Linked DNA regions of Triticum aestivum: region 2 is linked to region 1. The links are chromatin contacts, called in public Hi-C maps. All regions are on one chromosome and are shown on one strand. Each heading gives the region's core, a stretch centred on a gene start, on an enhancer-like site or on the middle of the called end of the contact. The rest is flanking DNA. Distances are from core to core; before and after follow the strand shown. Region 1 holds the start of LOC123105178 (kinesin-like protein KIN-8B). Region 2 holds the start of LOC123105187 (NADH-ubiquinone oxidoreductase subunit 8).

Region 1 (7,322 bases), core at 1,819-4,318:
TGCTCCGGTCGTACGCCGAGACTGTAGCTGCTGGTGGTTTAAGAAAAGAGGTCGACGTGGCAACCGACATGGAAACCATTTTATAATGCAGAGGCGGAAAGCTGTTTTTCTTTCATTGTCTAATAAAAGATTACTAGCATGGTCGGTTCCAAAAAAGATAATACTATACGTAGACGATTAGCATGGCGATATCAAGGCTGACGGATTTGATGCTTCGATCTGATTAAGAGGCGGCACGCGGTTGTGCATGCACGGATGCCAACTTAATTTGCTTAATTTGCTCAATTAGTTGTACGTTACTGCTGCCTTCATACGCCGTTCAAGGAGGGATGCACGCTACTGCTTAATTGAGTATACGGTCTTCTAATTGTTGCTTGTGCAGCTGTATTGGAGAGTTATTGCCATCGGTGTTTGATCGGATCATTTCGTTGATGTGGGGAACAATGTATAACCAGCGATGCACATAAACTTATATGTATCATTTTGAAAATTTTGAGTTAACCCATTATTAATGTGGAAAATGTAGTAAGATCAACAGAACATATATAAGATTTGAGTTAACACGTCGGCGGGTACATACATAAAACATAGTATGTGATTCTAACCCTGGGATGCCATCTCTGCCGCCTAGCCATGACACTAAAACTACCTTACGCAAGGACGAGGTCCCTCGCGTCGGCGGAGTTCATGGGTATCCCTCGCGTTGGTGGAGTCCAGTGGTTGCCGCACCTCCAACCAGTGGCGGACCTAGAGAGTATTTTGACTGGGGGCAAATTATTTGAGTGGGGGCATATTCTTTCAAAATTCAAAGAATTTTAGCATATTTTTCAAAAGACACAAGCCAATAATACTGGAGTTTCAAATTTTGAGTGGGGGCCTGGGCCCCCACTCACCTCAATGTAGGTCCGCCCCTGCCTCCAACTCCCCATGGCCCATAGGGCCATCGGATGCGAGGCTGACGGGGCTACAATAATGATAAGGGGGCTGGAAACTCTATCTCATCAGAGTTGCGTGCGTAAGAAGAGGGGAACACATCGTACAACATGCAAAGACCGTTTCATATATGACGGTAATATTGAATTGATGTTGAATACACGTATCTGCATAAGACATAAAAGTATGCATCACACAAGAATCATCGATGCTCTCCTATTAGCGGCATCCACTAGGAGAAGAAGAGAGGAGCTTGGTTGCTAGGGTTTAGAGCCGGTGGTAGGATGTCACGCTCATGTACCTTGAAACATGTTTTCACCTCGCTTTTACATAATAAAACTAGAATGGCCAAGCCAGTACGGGGTGGTGAGGAAAAATTCTTTCAGAAAGCAAATCAAAATAAAACAACACCCAAGAGTGTAGCGAGAATTCCATCACCTCAACACCGAGCAAGATAACATGAGTAGCCACACCTAACAATAGGCAACTAAGGTTACTGAACATGAACAACACCGCGCCTCCTAAGGAAACCATCGGGCACCACTATACCGCAAACATCAACCTTTCGCCGGAGAGGGCCACCTGCCCTCTTGTTCCGGGCCGCAAAGCTTCGGTCCTGCTACTGGACAGAAAAAACCGAGAGTGGTGACAACGATGACACGGGGCAAAGCTAAATCAGGTAGATCCCTCAATAGGGTGTCCCGGCTAGGCGATTGGACTGGATGGTAACACGAGGCAAGATTTTGCCTAAGTTTGGGCTCTCGCCATAGAGATAATCATCTACTACTGCTAATGTCTATTTGCGACTGGGGTGTGTGTGCAAAGTATAGTTGAATACCAAGGATTGTAATGTGTCCATTGACAAACCCCCGGCTTATATAGCTTACCGGGGGGCTTAGGTAGTCGGCTATGTAGGTGGAGATAGAGTCATCCATGGCTCTAGTTTCTTCAGCTTGTACATCAAGTCTTCAGAAGTCTTCGTATAGCGTGTCATGTGCTAGCATGGCCTATCAGGCTAGAACCGACATGGTGAGAGAACCCTGGCCCGGGACAAATACGAGACCAACAAAGACACCCCACGCCAGATTCGAAGAAGCTTCTCGGCAGTGTTAGATCATGTTTGAAGGCGCAGACACATTGCAATAAGATGTTCTGTGAGCTCCTCGACGACGCCGTCAAGAGAGTGAGAATGCAACGTGCCGCTACTAGGGTTTTCATTCGCAAACCTAACACGAAGAGAAAACACATAACGGTGCCCCCATGAGCAAGCAACACCCATGGGCATCATCGTTGGAGCGGGAAGCTTTCGCCGTTGCCGGTGCCAAAGCGCAAAGCTTTCACTCAGATCCTCGTCTGTGCCACACAAGGTTCCATGGTCTTGGAACCAACCCAGAGACAGGGATATTGCCGTCGGCACATGGCCTCGAGATCATGACTAGCGACTCGTCACCGCCGAAGCCACGGCGACGCCAGAAATCACTCGTCGCGTTCTCCCCTCGACACCCACATAGCTAAGACGAGAGCCACCGCAGCTGCAACGACGCTCGCCGCAAAGCCAACCGTGTAGCCTCACATGGAGGGCCGCCGCGCCGACACCCACCAGAGCTCCCGCGCCTCTGCCACGCAAACTAAAGGCACACGATCACCCACCGGCCTGTGCGCCATAGGCGAGCTCCCCACTCTAGCTAGCATCGCACTGTTCCGCATCGTGCATTGAAGCTGGACCAGAACGCCTTTCGGCACTCGTGCACATCGACCCTTCCTTCTTCATCCCAGCTTTGTTGCATTGTGCACTCCACACCCCATAGCGTGCGCACACAGTAGCCGGCTAGCGTCCAGGTTTGGGTTTGCACGCGACGAGAGCGCCCCGACGAAGCGAGAGACCTGGCAGGTAGGCGGGGAAAGGATAGATAGAGGGGCGCGCCGACGAGCTGTGCGTGGCGCAGGACTGACTGTACCGCAGGTACGGCGTCGTGTACCGGACCGGGCCGGAGCCGGACGGAGGCGCAGGCGCAAGCGCAAGCAAAGGCATCGGACCGTTGGGTGGGGCCCAGCTAGGGCGAGGCCCACCCCCACCTCGCCTCCCCTCCCCCCCCTCCCGTTCCGTGTCGCCTTCTCCAGCTGCCGCCGATTAATTATTCCTCCCCCATTAAACCACCACCTCCGTCTCCTCCCTCCTACCACCGCCTCCTCCTCTTCATCCCCTGAATCCTCTTCGTACGCCCGCCTGCAGCCCCGTCGTGCCGCCCACCAAATCACACACGCGCTCGACCTGTGGCCGTGCTGCCATTTTCTTCTGTGGATGGAGTAACCGCCGTTCCTTCCTTCCTTCCTTCCCCGGGCGCGGCGATTTCGGGAGCGTTGGGCACGGCTCCGCGGGCTCGCATTTTGGCGGAGGGAGCCGGCCTCCGGCGGCGGCATTTCTCCTCGACTCCTCCGGCATTCGGCCGTGTTGGCCGGCGGCGGCTCGGGTTGGTTTGGTGGTGGACCGGTGAGCAGGGAGGCCACTGCAGCGGCAGTAGCGGGCTCCTTTTCGCGGGGCCCCTTTTCGCCGCCGCCGCGGCAGCTGGTGGTGCTGCTGGTGCGGTGGGGATGCGCCTCGCCTTTTTGCCGCCCCCGTGTGGCGTGATTCCGAAGGGTCGTGGGCGTGGGCGCGGCCGGGTTGGCTTGTGCTAGATTGGCACCGCATCTTCTGGGCGAAGGAAGGGAGGGAGGTCGGCTGGGCTGGGGGCCAACCCCCAAAAGGAAGAGGAAGGTTCCGCGCAATGCCCACCATCCGGGCTCCGGCTTCCAGGCAGACGGCCACGCTGCAGGTACCACACTACACCCTCTGCATCAATCCACTGCGATTTAACTGCACTTCTGTTCCATTGCCTTGCTTGATTATGTGATCCTGTATCTATTTGCAGGTGGCTGTCAAGTGCAGGCCACTGACCGACAACGAGAGCCGGCGCTCGCGGCACATCATACAAGTAATTGATGACAAGGTAAACAGACAGAGGCTTGGCTTGATTTGCTTGGGCTATGAACTATTAGTAGTTTGTGTCATGGGTGGTTAGAATTTTGCCATGGATGGTAATGGTATTGGTAGCATAGCAAACTAGTAGTGATAATGTTGTGCTTGTATGGTTCTCCAGAATGTAGCTGTGTTGGACCCTGATATCTCCAAGGGCTACCTGGACCTCATCCAGAACCGGACCAAGGAGAAAAGATACAGCTTCGATCACGTGTACGCGCCTGGATGCTCCAATACGGTACGCAGGCTTATGTACCTCATTAGCTTGTGCTGCACTAACCCTGAATTGCTTAGCTTGCTTTTGACAATGGGCTCATATGCTGATTACAGTAAGTGTCTTAAATCTGCACTGAAGCTTGGGAGTTCCTGGATTGGTCATGCCTTGCATTTCAGGAAATGCTACTTCAGAAAGCGAAACCGCAACCAACCCCTTTGGTTTATTAATTGCCAAAACTAGGAGTTGCTCATGCTTTGGATAGCTCTAGGTTGTAACGATGCTATTGGCATGTGCAAAATGCCAATTCAGTCTGGAGCTAAGCAAAGCATTGGCTGTATTTGTTACTGTTAGGTATGCTACCTAACGCGTATACGTCTGGTTTCAGAGAAAAGGACTCCAGTTTAGAGAACTAATTTCCAAAACCCAGGTCTCTTTTTAATCCGTGACCTGGACTGGAGCCTGGGGCATTTGTTACACTGTATCTTCACCACTTACCCTGTAAACTGTAATCAAGTGCAACTAGCTGGGCAGCTGTTTTTTATCCACGGTCTTCGTAGTTCGTCTACAGTGGCTCTCCCTGATACGGTTGCACTAGTCCGCTCTACAACCGTGTTATTAAGTTTTAACCCAGTACCACTTGTTTCTGCTCCGTGGTCACCCCTTTTTGAAAAAAAAAACATTTGTTTCTTCTGTGTTAACGTTTCAAAAATCTGTCGGTTAGTTGTAGTCACTGCATTTATTTTGAGATTTTTGTGTGACACCCAGTGGGAGATCATGCGAGCACCCAGTGGCTGGAAGTTATTAGATACGTAACTAGTCCTACTTATGAGCTAGTCTGAGTCCAGGCTATAAACCCCTAGCAGCTTATCCTGAGTTCCTGACAAACACGTGTTTGTATTAATAACTCTTAAAGCCCAACAGATCTGTCAACAATGTTTAAATCGCTATTAGGATTTGATTTCATATGAATACTAATTTTGATTCGTTTTGCAAGAGTCATGTAACATCGTACATCGTGTTGAAAAACTTAATTCTGTATCGCACTATCACTGGATCTTGTCAGAATCATTCTTGTAAAAAATGTTACATAAAATGTTGAAGCAATCAAAGTTCTATGGTCAGGCCATGTTACACTGGTATGTATAGATGCTGGAAATGTGTATATACCTAGTCAAATCTCTTGCCCGGTTAGATACGAAAACAAATGTGCTTTGTTTCAGAAATAGTTGTATTTGTTCAAATATATAGCTGTATTTCCTGTACAACTACAACAGCTCAATAACTTTAAATGTAGCTGACAAAGTTCCACCATTTTGTCCAAGGTCTGTAAATACTGCATAGATTTATTGTTCCTGTTAATGTGGAATTTTGTAGCCCCATTGTAATAATATGTAATAGGTTGGACTAAGAGAGCATCGCCAACAGCAGACCAAAAGCTGATTTTAGGGGGAGAGAGAAGGTTTTTGTTCACCGGAAAATCTTGTGGTTTTCCAGCAGACCAAAAATTTGAGAACCACATGAAACATGACGATCCGACGCGACGCAGGGAGGCCAGAAGGCAGATCTGTTGGCAGGGGGGGGGGAGCTCGGCGGGGATGGCGATGGTGACGGCAGAATCCGGTGGCGGGGAAGTTTGGCGACGGTGTGGAGCATGGTTGGACGGCCGGAATTGTGCGGGACCGGGCGGCCGTGGTTGTAGGGGTGGCGGCGGGACTTGGGGCGGCCCTGGTGCCCGACGGCCAGAATTGGCAGGCGCAGATGCAGTGTGAGGCCGCTTGGCGGTGGTTGGGTTCCTGCGCAGCAGTTTTGTTTTTTGGTTGGCTGCTAGCGGTGACCGAAATATACATCATTTGTAGCATTGTTTGGTCAGGACCAAAAAAAAAATATGGCCGCCATATAGGTATTTGTCTGCTGTTGGAGCTGTCAGTGTTTTTGTCACGGCTATGTTTTTTGGTCTGCTGTTGGAGATAGTCTAACTGATTCTAGGTACATAGATATAACTTAGTCCCCCTTTCTACAAGTAATTATTTTATGTATTACATTTTTTGTGAGTATTGTGTTTCAACACAACCCAGCAAGTTCAGTAGCCTAAAATGCATTTATGTGCAAACTGATGCTAATATGTTTATGTCTTGATATTAGAATTTTCCATACTTAAGGTTATTATCACTGAACATATGGAGACTGCAAGAATGAGAATCATCTGGATGTGTATGGATTTAAGACATGGGAACAAATGCTGTGTTCTTGTAGTTAATGTTTTACACTATATCATCTTACGATTTTAATTTGATACAAATGCATTCATTTTACAGGATGTTTATAAGAATATTTCTCCCACAGTTTTGGGTGTAGTTCAAGGCCTTAATGTGACAGTCTTTGCGTATGGCTCTACTGGAAGGTATGCATTCACTGGATTATTTTTGCTACTGACAAGCAGATTGCTTATCTTTTAGCCATCATCAAATATGTACTGCTTTACAATCACAGTTCTGAAGGATCTCATAAATTGCGCTCATTAAAATATGGTGTAAATTTCGTAAGTTTTTAAACTTTAAGGAAATGGATGATATACTGTCCAAACACTTCTTCAGATGTGGTCATCGAATTAACGCATTATATTTTCCTGAATTTCCTCTATTTCAAAATTTTCTTATCTGTACCATGCTTGGTAAGCTTACCTCTTAATCATGCAATTGAGGTTAAAAAGTGATTAAATGCTTGTCCACTCTAGATTGTATTTACTTCACACTTAGTCAGTTGCCATCCCAATTTAATGATTGTTCAAATGGTTTTGCTATTTCTAAGTCACCGTCCAGGTCTGTTTGATAGTAAGACTTTAGGATTTGTACATGTCTGTTTGATAGTCACGGTCCCGGTCTGTCTTGATCTTACGGCTATAAGTAGTCGACTGTTCAAAATGCTAAAAATGAAACTGTTCCCAGTTGCTATGGGATGTTACTTTGTTTCTTTTGCTTCATTCTTTTCAAAACTTCCCTGGCGAAGAACTGATGTACTATTTATTCAGTAAAGGTGTTTTTGCTATACTTGGATACTGAGCTACAATATGAAGTTGTTCCATATGTATATTAATATGCCCTGCTGTATGTGATTCTACAGTGGCAAAACATATACGATGGTTGGAAGCCGGAGTGA
Region 2 (7,322 bases), core at 2,414-4,913, 460 kb after region 1:
TTCTGTCAACTGTGTTTATTCTTGCATTGTGCTCAGTAATCCATAACTGATAATACATTTACGAACGGGCAATCTAGTCCAGACCAGTTCATAGCCGTGGTTGGTTAATCATTCATAACAAACGCGAACACAACGTATTGACAGGAAAATATAAACTCCACAACCAGTATATTGTTCACGATGCCATCAGAGTCGAAAATAGTTTAATAATTGCAAAAACATACCGTAAACCTTTACCCTGGAGCATGCTAGTACAACAGACGGAACACAGGCACAAAAACATGGCGCCTTGCTTTCAGGTTATGATACAGGTTTGCTTATTTATCGGCTAGTCGAGCAAAACAGGGGAAATGGCAGGTCCAATTTAATGGCAAGAGGAAATCAACGGTAAAGGGCCTCAGACTTCAAGTTCTCAGCAATCTCGGTCTCCCAGCGGTCGCCGTTCTCGAGCAGTTTCTCCTTGTCGTACAGCAGCTCCTGCACCATGGCAGAGAACGTTGTGTGTTATGATTCCCGGGGAATGTGTGGAAATAACATCATACGATAGAATCAACTGGATAGTTTACCTCGTGAGTTTCAGTAGAGAACTCAAAGTTAGGGCCTTCGACAATAGCATCGACAGGGCAAGCTTCCTGGCAGAACCCGCAGTAGATGCATTTGGTCATGTCAATATCGTATCTGCAAAACAAGATAAAATATGAATCGTCAGAATGGAGCTTGATTGCAGATTAAGAGCAGTAGATCAAAGTGGCATACTTAACAGTTAACATGGTTCACAGAAAATAAACAGCCATTCGATTACCTTGTGGTTCGGCGACTGCCATCTTCACGTTCTTCTGCCTCAATAGTAATTGCCTGGGCTGGGCATATCTGACCACATGTGAAGCCATGTGAGAAAAGGCATACTTATGCATCAATAACTACCACTTCAACTAGTATGAGAAACATCCAACATTCAAGCATCTTAAGCCAATCACACAGTTTTGCACTACTATACATGAGAATTTTCAGTAACTTTTGAAACTAATCAAAGGCCAAGACTTCAATAACTAAGATTGGCGAGAATGTTACAGACTTACACGGTACAGCAAGCTACTTCCAGAAACTATCAGTGTTCAACAAAGTTTACAGTAAATCTAGCACGGTAGTACTGGACACATGGCGCCATGGGGGGCTCATGAATTTTAGCTTTGTGTGTTCAATTGCAAAATATTATTAAATCTAGATACGATGATTCTTCAAGAGCTTCTCAAACCCCATATGTGCACCAGTTCCATACACCATACTCCCTCCGTCCGTAAAGGCTTGTCCCTCAAATGGATGTATCTAGCACTAACTTGGTGCTAGAAACATCAATTTGAGGGACAAGCTTTTTTGGACGGAGGGAGTACTAGATTGAAGAAGCATGTGGCCTAAGAAATTTGAGCTGCAAATATTTTTTAAATAAAAGCACCAATAAGCAGAAAGCTGTAATGCTCTTGCTGCCAGTGATTCAGAGCTCAAAGTTCTAACTGCTAACACCGTACACAATCTTACTGACTCAAGAGGTTTGCACCATCAGTGTTTCAACCCTGGAGTTGTGGACTCTTTTAGGACAGGTTCCCAGTCAGTAACCAGCAATTTTCTTGGTGGTTTTGACTTGTCCGTTACCCTCAAAGAATGACCGACATCTGTCTGATTCACGGCCATAATTATGCCATCAATTGTACTTCAAATTGCAATTTAGATTTTAAATTAAATTTTTCCAGGCCACGATTTGTTCTCCTTGTACCCACGGGAAAAAGTGATCAATCCCAGGAACTGAAACCCTTCATACAATGGCCAGACTATTCTGAATACTCACAGAACATCAATCTTAATGCTTTACTCCACAAGCACTAACAACTACGATGACTACCACAAACAAGAACAAAACCATCATGTATTGTAAATAACTTCAAGCAAGTAAGGGATCAAACTTTTCTTAAAAACTTTAATCAATTTCAGTCAGATATACTTGAAAGAAACCAATTTTGCAAAGTAAATAATGGGAAAGAGAAGATGACCCTAAGAACTCATAATTTAATATGGAAAACATGGCATCACTGTTATAACATTGCGTTGAGAAGTATTACTGGTGCAAACACCAAATTTTCATATAAGCATGGCCTGCTATTACTATGGACCGTTTAGAACTCAATTTCATTTGGCAGAAGATAAATTCATATGGTTTGCTAACTAATCCACTACTATTGCGAGATTTAAGAGAACACAACTTACAGCTTCACAGAGTTTACAGGCAATGCAACGCTCTTCCCCAGTATCATAACGTCTGAGAGCATGCTCCCCTCGGAAACGGGGGCTCAAAGGGCCCTTCTCAAATGGATAGTTAATCTACAAGGAGTCAAGATAAAAGAACAGTCAACAGAAGCAAGCACGACAATAAGACTAATAGCATGTGTGAAATTCGCCACTTAACTGTAACTTTCCTCTCGAAGAAGTACTTGAGCGTCAGCATCAAACCACGGACCATTTCAGTCAAAAACAATGTATTGATACTCCTTTCAAACACTGAAGAAAGAGCATTAAAATGAGAGGTGAAGCAGTATCCTAACAGCAACAAGGAAAATAGCCAACATACAATTGTATGCCCATATAAAAAACATATACTCACCAGCACTCCAATCTTTGGCGAGCTCTTTCGCAAGCTGTTCTTTCTCCTCGTCCTCTGATCATTAAAGAGGGCAGCGCTTTCAGAGAACAGTAGCATCGCACAAATTTAAATTCAAGATGCAACTATGCACACACAAAATCATAGCATGGAATTAGTGTTCGAAAGAATAAGGCCAATTAGAATTCGATACTATAGTCCATCATCATCAGCAAATGGCTTTAAGTTGTAAAGAACAGGTTCTCCTAAAACCAACGGGAGGCAGCATGGCACAATTTTTGACCATTTCATACTGGGTGTCAGGCATCAGTGTGCAACTAACTAATACTCTATAACCGAAGATCTGTTCCAAAGAGTTTCAGGTACAACCCTAATTCCTCGCTCACACGCTACCGTATGCACCACAAGATATAGAAAATCAATCACTTTGAACACACGAAATGCATGGAAATGGTAAGGTAGAACCAACATAGCCCGAACCACATTTCCGAAATAATCATAATACCAAAAGCTCAGGAAGAGGGGAGAGGGTGGATACCTTTGAACCTCTTGGGCGCCCCCGCGTCCATGTAGGTCCGGAGGTGGCCCTGCATCGCCGTCGCGGACGGGCCGAGACGCGCCTGAAACACCGGCAAACCACGAATCAGGCGCAAGTCACAGCAAACAGGAGTGCGGGGCGGCGTGCCTCGATCTGAAAGCCGGAGGGCGGACGGCGGAGATCTAGGAGGGCGACGGCGGGCAGGGGAGGCGGGGGAGGGGTAGAAGGGCTGCTCACCGTCTGCCTAGCGCGGAGGGCCATCGCTGCCTGCCGGGCTAGGAGCGCCGCCATGGTGGCGTCGTCGGCGACGAGGAGACGGTGGATTCGGATCGAAAGGGGGTTGAGGTGGACTGTGCACTGTGGTCTCTAGTTAGTGGCTGGGGGATGTCCGGGTGTGTGGAGAAACAGGAACTTACAGGTGGGCTAGGCTGGGCTGGGCTGGGAAGTGCAGCACCGCCCAGAAGACAGGGGGGCCTTCCGTGTGTTCAAGGCACTAGAGGTATAGAAGTGCCCCGTGCCCATCCAAAACGTTCGAGATCGATTGCCTGTTTTTTTTCCTTCTCGCTCGCGAGTTAGGGTTTCTTCTCCCTGGGGCGATCTCTTCGTCGCCATCGAATTCGTTCACCTTCCCTCCCTTGGCAGTGCCATCGGGGCTGATTCGGGCTGATTACGGGGTGGTTCTGGACCATCACCCGGCCTTGGTTGGACCTGACTGGTTACGGGCAGGGAGCTAGGGTTCGTTTACAATGCTCGATCGGATCTCCTTCAGGTTAGGGTTTCAAGAGGATGGCAGAGGAAGGCGCGTCAGCGGCTGCAAGACGCGTCGCAGGCCCCTCTGTCGAGTTGGAGAAGATGATGGCAAAGCTGGGCCTTCGCGATGAGGACTTGGACGACGTCGTCTATGATGAGGAAGCTGCACCGCCGAAGGCGGCTCGGTGGAGCGCCGTGACGCGGGTGCACATAAACAAGGAATATAGCCAATTTTGGCTCTTCAAGAACATGCGAGCGGCATGGGATCTCGCTCAGAACTGCAAGTTTCATCCCTTAGAGGATAATCTCTACACAATACAGTTCTTTTGCTTAGGGGATTGGGAACACGTCATGCAGGACGGCCCGTGGAACTTCCGTGGATCACACGATGATCCTTACGCCCTATGATGGAATCACCCAACCCTCCAAAGTAGCGCTGGACACACTTGATATTTGGGTGCAGATTCATGATGTCCTGGACAAGTACGCCCATCTAGTTCCAGCCTTGGCAGGGAAAGTTGGGGAAGTTCTGTTCGTGGAATCGCAGTCTCAAGACTTCGCCGGCAACTTCTACCGAGTCTGGGTTAAGATCAATGTCTTCAAACCACTCAAGAATGCGGTGTCAATGATTCGCGATGGCAATCGTCAGATATAAAAGGTGAAGTATGAGAAACTTCCTGATTGGTGCGCCGTTTGTGGGCGTCTAGGCCATGTTTTCAAAGAGCACAGTGATGGAGTTCATACACCAGATGCGCTCTTCTTCAAAGACCTGCGGGCTTCCTGGACCATGAGGACGGGGACTGGCCCCGGGGGAGGCCGAGGTCGCCGCGGTGGGCAGGGAGGAGGCCGAGGTGGCCACACCAACAATGCTACTGCGAGAGGGGCGTCGTCTACGGCTCCGGGTTATGATGATCCTGTTGACACTGCTAGCCGTGTGATTGTGGACACTGATATGATGGAGGGTAACAGGAAGCGTCCGGAGAGAGCAAGTCAAAGTGAACAACAATCTGTTGGAGGATCCATAAACAGTCAACTTGCAATCATTCCGGCTGAACTAAATGCAATGAGTCCTCCACCAAAGAGAGAATCAAAAAGGGCAAAGGCGGCTGATGGCAATGAGGAGTTAGGGCGTGTTCTGATCTCCTCCAACTTCACAAATCCAGCTTCCCTAACCAGCTTCTTGCTTCACACAGCGATTCGCAAGTGTTCGACGCCGAGCGTAGCTTCTCGGGTCGCTAAAGCCAAGCTAGGAGGTTGTTGGGCCTAGTTGGGTGCCAGTTTGGGCCGTTGGAGGTAGCCTAGAGAGCCTTTGTACCTATTCGATCGAGAGAGAATGACCAGCGATATGTGTGGGCAACGTACCGATTCGATTACCTTCACTTGGTGGTGGCACTTCCAATGTAATATTGGCTAACTTCAGCTTTTCGTATCGGTGGAGCTGGGCCGACCCTGCTTCACGTTTTGTACTACGCTTGATGGTAGCTTCCTGAAGCTAGCTTCTCGGTCATATTTCGTTCGGCATGAATCCGCTCCAATATTTGTGAAGCGTGGAGTGAGAGGAGATCAGAACATGCCCTTACTAATGTAGCAAAACCAAATAAGACGGGCTCCGGCGAGGAGCGCCGCTGAGCCCAATGAGTATCTTATGTTGGAACTGTCATGGTGCTGGCAAACCCGCGGCGGTTCGAGAGCTTCACGATATGGTGAGGCAGTTTGCCCCTCTATAATATGCATTGTTGAAACTCAAATAGAGGGTGAGAGAGTTGAAAAGCTTGTTGATACTTTAGGCTTTAATAAGAGTTTTGCTATTAGTAGTTCTGGCAGAAGTGGTGGTATTGGGATTTTCTGGAATGATTCAATAAAGCTTGAGATAATTGGTTACTCTGAGTATCATGCCGATGTTGAGGTTGACTCCTTTAATGGTACCAAGGCCAGGTTCACCTTCATCTATGGAGAAGCTCAGGTTAGCAAGCGGTACAAAACTTGGAACATGCTTAGGGGCATTGCGAGCTCGAGCCAGCTGCCCTGGGCTGCTCTAGGCGACTTCAATGAAGTGTTGCATGCCTATGAACATGATGGAGTAGGAAGCAGAAGCCAGGCTCAGATGGACGCCTTCCAAGACGCCCTAGATACTTGTGGTTTAGCAGATATCGACTACCATGGGAGTACGTGGACCTTTGAGAAGAAGGTCGCCAGTGGCACTTTCACGCGTGTAAGACTGGATAGGTGTGTCGCCACACCGGCGTGGTCACTAGCGTTTCCCGCAGCAAAGCTTGAGCATAAAAATTCAGCGTCATCCGACCATGCAGCGATCCTACTCTCGTTATCTAATGTGCATACACAAAAGAAGGGGCCACATACGTTTAAATATGAGCTGATGTGGGAGCGGCACCCACAGTTCATTAACTTCGTTTCAGAGGATTGGAGCAAAACACATGCCAACTCAGTGGCAGATTTGCATGAAAAGTTGAATGGGCTATCACACGGCTTGCATCATTGGGACCACACTGAGTTCAGTTCTCTTCTTGGCGAGATAAAAAAGCTTAAGGGATAGCTAGATGTGCTGCGGGCGCAAATGGGGAGGATCGGCCCTTCCCATGTGGAGATCAAAATTTCAGACTGCCTAATAGAGTTATATCACCGGGAGGAGATTCTTTGGCGACAGAGAGCAAGGCTAGAATGGTTGGCTCATGGAGACAAGAATACTTATTTTTTTCATCTCAGAGCCAGTCGGAGAAGAAGAAAGAACCAAATAAAAGCATTGCAAGGCCCGGATGGTAGTTTAACCGAGGGTGCAAATGAGATGGCCAATCTTACCAGCGTGTTCTATGAAAACCTCTACACTTCCGAGGGAGTACAGAATATGGAGACAGTCCTTGATACAGTGCCATGCAAGGTAACGCCCGAGATGAATATCCAGTTAAATGCTCCATACACACAGCAGGAAGTGAAGGAGGCTCTTTTCCAAATGTTCCCTATAAAAGCCCCGGGGCCGGACGGGTTCCCCGCCCATTTTTTCCAACGTAATTGGGATGTGTGCGGTGATGAGGTAACAAAGGTGGTGCTTCGAATAGTTGAAGGGACGAAGTCTGCGGAATGTATTAACGAGACTATCCTAGTTCTCATCCCCAAGGTAAAAAGCCCAACGCAGTTAACTCAATTCCGGCCTATATCCCTCTGCAACGTCCTTTACAAAATTGCATCCAAGGTGATTGCAAACCGTCTCAAGCTGATATTGCCCGACATAATTTATGTAGAACAGTCCGCCTTTGTTCCTGGAAGGTTGATTACTGACAACATAATTCCAGCTTATGAGTGTCTCCATTTTATGAAAAGGAATAGGGCAAATAAACACCAACACCGCACACTGAAATTGGATATGAT

The links. A called contact is a pair of places that touch in the nucleus more often than the background predicts.
Region 2: a contact with region 1 is called in a Hi-C map of leaf, with 5 times the contacts expected there. The contact joins the promoter of LOC123105187 here to the promoter of LOC123105178 in region 1. A contact is called at or near these places in 2 of 5 Hi-C or Micro-C datasets (both in leaf).

Annotation. Positions count from the first base shown.
Region 1 is chr5A:599,878,655-599,885,976 of IWGSC CS RefSeq v2.1, forward strand. LOC123105178 (kinesin-like protein KIN-8B) reads left to right here and starts at 3,069. Exons shown (of 16, transcript XM_044527185.1): 1 at 3,069-3,746; 2 at 3,843-3,920; 3 at 4,071-4,187; 4 at 6,482-6,567; 5 at 7,287-7,322. The coding sequence starts at 3,699.
Region 2 is chr5A:600,338,197-600,345,518 of IWGSC CS RefSeq v2.1, forward strand. LOC123105187 (NADH-ubiquinone oxidoreductase subunit 8) reads right to left here and starts at 3,664. Exons shown (of 8, transcript XM_044527200.1): 1 at 3,426-3,664; 2 at 3,189-3,270; 3 at 2,654-2,707; 4 at 2,459-2,550; 5 at 2,260-2,373; 6 at 803-870; 7 at 567-678; 8 at 138-477. The coding sequence starts at 3,479. The coding sequence ends at 382.